Regions from separate parts of the Drosophila melanogaster genome. Here region 2 is linked to region 1. Evidence: chromatin contacts called from public Hi-C data. All regions are on one chromosome and are shown on one strand. Each heading gives the region's core, a stretch centred on a gene start, on an enhancer-like site or on the middle of the called end of the contact. The rest is flanking DNA. Distances are from core to core; before and after follow the strand shown.

Region 1 (3,081 bases), core at 147-2,646:
GTTGATATTTGCTATAGATGATGGTCACCGAATCGGGATTGAAGCTTCGCTGTCAAGCTAAGTTTATAGGTACTCATCGCATTACCATCTCCACCTGCACTACTTTGGGAAACTTTTTACAATTGGGGTTTCCAGCGGGCCATTTCACTCACGTGCTGTTCGATGAAGCTGGTCAATGCACCGAACCAGAAACAATGGTACCCATTGTAATGCTAACGAAGAAACGCTCTCAAGTTGTTCTCTCAGGTGATCCTCGCCAGCTGCAGTCTATTGTCACCAGTCGAATTGCCTCGAAAATGGGATTTTCCATATCCTTTCTGGAGAGATTGCTGGAACGGTCGCCGTATCGAAAAGATCTTCAGCGATTTCCCGAAAGCTCCGGCTACAATCCACTAGTGCTAACCAAATTGTTGTACAATTACCGAGCATTACCGTCGATTATGAGCATTTATAGCAGGCTATTCTACGATGACGAACTGATCCCAGTTCTTTCCGAAAAGGATTCAAGGGAATCTCGCCTACTAAGTAAACTGCGGTGTGTATTTGAGTCAGAAAAGGATATCCCTCAAGCGCACGGCACGTTCTTTTACGGAATCATTGGCGAAAACAGGCAAAATAACGATTCCCCTTCCTGGTTCAATCCCCAAGAGGTCAGGGAGGTGTTCCTAATGACCATCGCCCTGTACCGTGCCAATGTGACTGCCGATCAGATCGGTATAATCACGCCCTATCAGAAGCAGGTGAAGATGCTTCGGAGTATGTTCATTGGCACCGACGTGGTCATGCCGAAGATTGGATCCGTCGAGGAGTTTCAGGGACAGGTGGGGTCGGAACTAAAATCGATATTACGTGCACACTTAACGTTTGTTATTTCCAGGAACGAGACATTATACTAATATCCACGGTGCGTTCATCAGAAGAGATCCTGCGCATGGATGCCCGCTTCTCCTTGGGATTCGTGCGTTGCAGCAAGCGACTTAACGTGGCCGTTTCCCGAGCACGTGCCATGATGATCATCTTCGGGAATCCCCATCTTCTGGCCGTCGACGAATGCTGGCGCCAGCTAATCCTGTTCTGTGTCAAAAATAACGCCTATTTTGGCTGTGATCTGCCTCAAATGGTGATAAATCAGAAAGATGAGGTCCCCGTTTGCTTGGAAACATTCGTGCCTTCACTGAATACTACAGATGATTTGAACTAAGCACATATGACAGTTTATTATTAAATTAAAACACTTGTTATTGATGAATTAAAGTAACACAATTAATCATTAAACTTGTTTTAAATATTTGTACATATGTGCTAATTTTAGCGAATGGTAACACTCCCAAGCGCAGTCTGGGAACGCTGCTCGTTTGGCTTCGCAGTGTGGTAGCACTGGCCGGAACCGTTGTAGCGCCATGTTTGCGCTCCTTTTGTTTTCTCCTTCATTTGTTTTGCTTTTTTCCGCCGTTAAGTTCTTGCCTTAAAATCGGTGATTTAAGGCATTGCATTCAATTTCGATACAATGGAGCAGAAAGTGGCTGCCGAGCAGAACATCTTCGTCGTCGACCGCAAATTGAAGAAAACTTGCCCGCAAGCAGATGTCGAGGTGAACGGACATGTGCTTAACTTTTGCGAACCCGACTTTATTTCGTTAAATACCAATTTGTAGCGCCTGGCTAAGACGCACTGGCTCACCGACTATGCCCGGGATATATTTTTGACCATGAGGGAGCAAGAACTCAGCCGTCGGCCTTTGTTTTACCTTTCGCCGCAGCTGAACGAGCGCCGAAGAATGCTGCAGTTGCTCAAACTGGCGACCAGCGCCCACAAGCTTAGTCGCTGTGCTTTGCACCTGGGTGAGCACTGTACAGAGGAGCCTCGCTGCAGGCACAAAACCCATGTGCACAACTCATTGTAACTCGTTTCACTCCAGCCGTCTACTATATGGATCGCTTTGTTGATTACTACAAAATCCGTCCGGACAAATTGCTCCTGGTGGCCATCACTTGTCTTCATATAGCTGCGCAGATCGAAAACACGGATGCGTTTATTCCGCGCTACAGCGAAATGAACCGATTGGTCAAGAACGCCTATACGGCATTCGAGTACAAGGCTGTGGAAAGGAAGATCCTGTGCTTCCTGAACTTCGAGCTAATACGTCCCACCACCGCCAGTTTTGTGGAGCTCTTCGCCTGCAGTTTTCTCACTCGCTCCGATTTCAAGAACTACATCGAGATGTTGGATGAGTACGAGCGGAACCATCACACCCAGCCGTACCAGCGATATATAAGCTTCGAAGAGATGCTGTCCATTTTGGCGCAGTTGCTCCTTCGCATGGCGGATTATACATTGTACAGTGAGTATCGAATTCCCATGGAAGGTATTGGATACCACTTAACACTCATTCAGTTTCCAGATTTGCCAACGATCTGCCATCCCTTTTGGCTGCCGCCTGCATTGCTGCAGTTCGCCAGGTCAGCGGGGTCAGGCGCTGGTCGGAGTACCTAGTTGGACTGACCTCCTATACTGAGGCGAATGTCGAGCCGTACATGAACGTTCTGACCGACTATTATTATTACCATGTTATTCAGACCGACTACGGTAGTCCCTCTGTTCAGACCAACCAGAGTTTAGCCAGTCCCGATTCCGGATTCGAGGAGTCCTTCACTGAGAACACAAACCTGGTGGTCTCCGATGAAGTGGTCACAGTAGAGACCTACAACATAATTACCGTGCAGCTGCAGGATCCATCTCCACATTCATCGACTTTCCTTCCCAAAGAGCAAACGAATTTGAAGCGATCGCGCTTTGAAGACGATACCGAAAACCAGCACCCATTGAAACACGCCAAAGTGGAGAGTGTAGCCAAAGATTAGTAAAAGGGAAAAACGAAACTATTACCATTTGGAGGAAATCCAAATAGCTTAGAAGTGAAATGACATCCATAACGTAGATATGGTCTTGTTCAATTGAGTTGAACCTCACCCATATAATAATCGTGATGTTATGCTTTAATATATATGTATTTAATATATATTTGAAATTATCTTATAAACTTATAAATACAATATGTCAAAAACTCAACAAAAATGATGC
Region 2 (3,090 bases), core at 189-2,688, 2.5 Mb after region 1:
TCGGATATCTTTGAGTTCCGTCTTGATGGGCGTCAGTGCGAACTCCTTGCCCTTTGTCTCGTGGGCCAGCTGCTTGAAGTTGTTAAGCCCTGTGGCCCAGATGACCTGTGTCTGTGACTCGCGCATGAATGTGCAGTAGTTGGTGGCCCAGATGGCCTCAAAAGGTTTGGCCCGCGTGATGATGAGCTGGGTGGGCCGCAGCAAGTCGCGTTTGCCACGACGACCTGGGGGTTAACATTTTTTTAATACGAATTTCGTTGAAAATTTGAATGCCAAGACTTACCCTCTCCGGAGATGGAACGCTCCGACAGCCGGCCGAGTTGTCCCTGCTCAGCGCAGCCCACGGTAAAGACCTTTCCGGCAGTGGTCAGGATGACCAAATGATCGGCGCCGGACGCGATGCTACAACAGACAGTGCCCTCCATCAGATCGATGGGCGTACGCTTGTTACCATCGATGGTGAGGCCCATGTTGCCATGAGAGTCCCGGAACGAGCCCCAAGCGAAGACACGGCCATCCTCCAGCAGACAAGCGGAATGCGAGTCTCCCGCCGAAATGCACAGAGCCTTGCCGGGCAAATCGATAAGATCCGGCTTTGACTCGCTGCCATCCTCGCTGGTGTCACGGCCTAGAGCACCTTCGTCATTGCAACCGAATGAGTAAATGTCCCCTGACTTGGTCAGCACCAGGTTGTGCATGCCACCGGCGGATATGTCCACGGCATCCGGGATGCCCGCCACAGGGCTGAGACGCTTGCGCTCCAGTATGTCCTCGCCGAGACCAAGTTGGCCCACATCGCCGTTGCCGCAGACTAGCACGTTGCCGAGCACGGTCCTCCGCTTGGGCAGCTCCAGATGAAAAGCGATTCTGGCGCGCTTCGCCTTCGGTGGCTGCTGCTCCGCTTCGCCGGCATTGTTGTTATTAGTCAGGGCCTTTCTGCGCGGCATTTTAGCTTGTATTTTCACAATTTTTTGTCACCGAAACTGGAAATAGTGCGTTTGTGTGTGTGTGTAAGAAATATATATAAGGTTAGGGACGCCGGTGATGCAGCTTAGTTCTGCTCACACTCACAATGGAAATAATGCCGGTCTCTGGTTCAGCGGGAGTTCCACGTTGTCTAGATGGTGTTGCTACGGCGGTTTGGAGGCGAGTGAAAACACCAAATGCAAGCGAATCCCAATGCGACCTACCTGGGTCGAAGAAAATGCGCGGGAAGCGGCGGCAGCTGGCCTTCAGGGTACAGTGTTGCGGGCTTGGCGAATTCCCCGCCGCATCTGGCTATTAGCGAGGTCACACTCCAATTTCAGGGTCGCTTCTGCGCCTATTGACCAATTGTTAGTACATCTTTGTTATCTTTGCACTGTTCCTAATTGCAAATAATAAAACAAAGCCTGCTATAACCCACAGTTTATTTATTTCGAGATATTGATAACTTTTAGAATGGAGCGTAGCGTGAACTCAAACTATGACAGTTGGTTAACAGTTCTCTAGCGAGTTTGCGAGCCGATTGCCGACCGATTCTATCGAAAGAGCTATCGATAATGTGCGGGAAATTTAAACTTTCCTTACCCACTCACATTATTTCAAAACAAATTTGTTGTTAAATATTATAAAATGTTCTACCTTTAAGCCAATGCTTCATTTTCAACGTGATTGTATGTATATTGCATGCTATAGATCAGAAAATAAACAATACTATTTGAAAAGGTTTTCCATTAACTTTATTACAAAATACATAGAGTTACAATATAATTGGTTATTCATTTACTTCCCATATAAGTCTATCTAGCCACTGCACCGCAAAGTGAGTGCATCAAATACAAAAAGAATCCACTTTGCCCATTCCGCATCCGCACTCCAAATCCCGGCAGCCGACCCTCGATTTCCCTACCCAAACATTAACATTTAATCCGACTGCCCCCATTCAGATATGTATAGTACGTCTGTCTGATGCATCTGCCACTCAGCACTAGCCGTACAAAACGAGCAGAATTGATAAAAACGCGAAAAATAATAATCACTTGATGTCTGTTTGCGTATACATATTGCATGTTTTTGCCATTTTTTAATCAGTTTCGCAAAAATGATTTGAGCGTATTCCCTATATTTGTGTATGCAAACACGCCCCTGCGAAACCACAGCCATCGCAGCCGCCCACGTAGCTGATTTTATTATCAATTTTAATAAAAAATGTTTGTGCACTTTTTGCAGCACCTGTCGGACAGGTGGGCCTTTGCCGGCCCGAGTACACATGGACATGGACCCTATTTATTGGTAGCCACGTCAACCGTCGTCAGCACAGCCAATTACGCAAATTAAACAGATTGTTATCCTGTCGCGACAGAGGACACAGGACGCAGGACAATGTGACAAGCTGGGCAGCTTAATTCAATCAACGTGACATAATTACTTAATTAATTAAGAGCGCCCAGCGGTCACACATTCAAATCGGCCATCATTTTGCGAAAGTCGTTCAGCGAGCCATACATCTCGAAGTCCGCTCCCCCGTTTCCGGTTCCGCCTGCGTAGGCGCCCTGCGATCGTTGCGATCGGGTACTAGGTGGGCGTGGCAGGGTCAGCGGCACGGGCAACAGTTCCGGCATCACCGAGTGGTGCGTGATCAGCGCCTTCAGCGAACTGAACTCCTTGGTGAAGCCCTAAAATGGTAAATACCATCATAATATATAATAAATATTATATATAATGTGCTCGGACTTACCTTTATCTTGTAGCCCCTTTGCGTCCGCAGGATCAGATAGTGGGCCACTCGTGGTGAAGGTGGTGGCACTCGCAGCGAGAGGGCGAAACATCCCGGCTTTGTGCTGCTCTGGCGCACTAGAAACGCACCTGGACTCTGTCGGGACAGGGCCTCCAGGGATATTTCCCTGGGAATGCCCGCTTGAAACCAGGCGGCTCCCTTAAGCTCCTGCTGCTCGGCTAGGCTGAGATTATCCAGGCGCAGGGCACTGTGGCCGGGAAACAATTTCGGACTGGAGTTGGCTGATAATTACACGGAAGTAAGGTAACCTTAGCCAACCATTTCATATCTGTGACATAAGAGTCTACCTACCGCTGCACGTCTCTCTCAGA

Evidence for each region. Hi-C and Micro-C count contacts between places; a contact is called where the count stands out from the background.
Region 2: a Hi-C map of the Kc167 cell line shows a contact between it and region 1, with 2.4 times the contacts expected there. The contact joins the promoter of Rcc1 here to the promoter of CycJ in region 1. A contact is called at or near these places in 3 of 107 Hi-C or Micro-C datasets (all in the Kc167 cell line) and 1 of 6 datasets of contacts at active chromatin or transcription factors (the Kc167 cell line).

Annotation. Positions count from the first base shown.
Region 1 is chr3L:3,465,032-3,468,112 of dm6, forward strand. It overlaps CycJ (Cyclin J), which reads left to right and starts at 1,397. Exons shown (of 4, transcript NM_206267.2): 1 at 1,397-1,591; 2 at 1,655-1,841; 3 at 1,919-2,341; 4 at 2,402-3,067. The coding sequence starts at 1,508. The coding sequence ends at 2,493. It overlaps CG46463, which reads left to right. Exons shown (of 8, transcript NM_001382167.1): 7 at 18-821; 8 at 878-1,283. It overlaps armi (armitage), which reads left to right. Exons shown (of 8, transcript NM_001014556.4): 7 at 18-821; 8 at 878-1,283. The coding sequence ends at 1,201. It overlaps CG14971, which reads right to left. Exons shown (of 4, transcript NM_139560.4): 4 at 2,992-3,081.
Region 2 is chr3L:5,931,335-5,934,424 of dm6, forward strand. Rcc1 (Regulator of chromosome condensation 1) reads right to left here and starts at 1,439. Exons shown (of 3, transcript NM_079219.3): 1 at 1,072-1,439; 2 at 284-983; 3 at 1-224. The coding sequence starts at 947. It overlaps Egfrap (EGFR adaptor protein), which reads right to left. Exons shown (of 6, transcript NM_001038902.3): 4 at 3,071-3,090; 5 at 2,720-3,000; 6 at 1,702-2,657. The coding sequence ends at 2,436.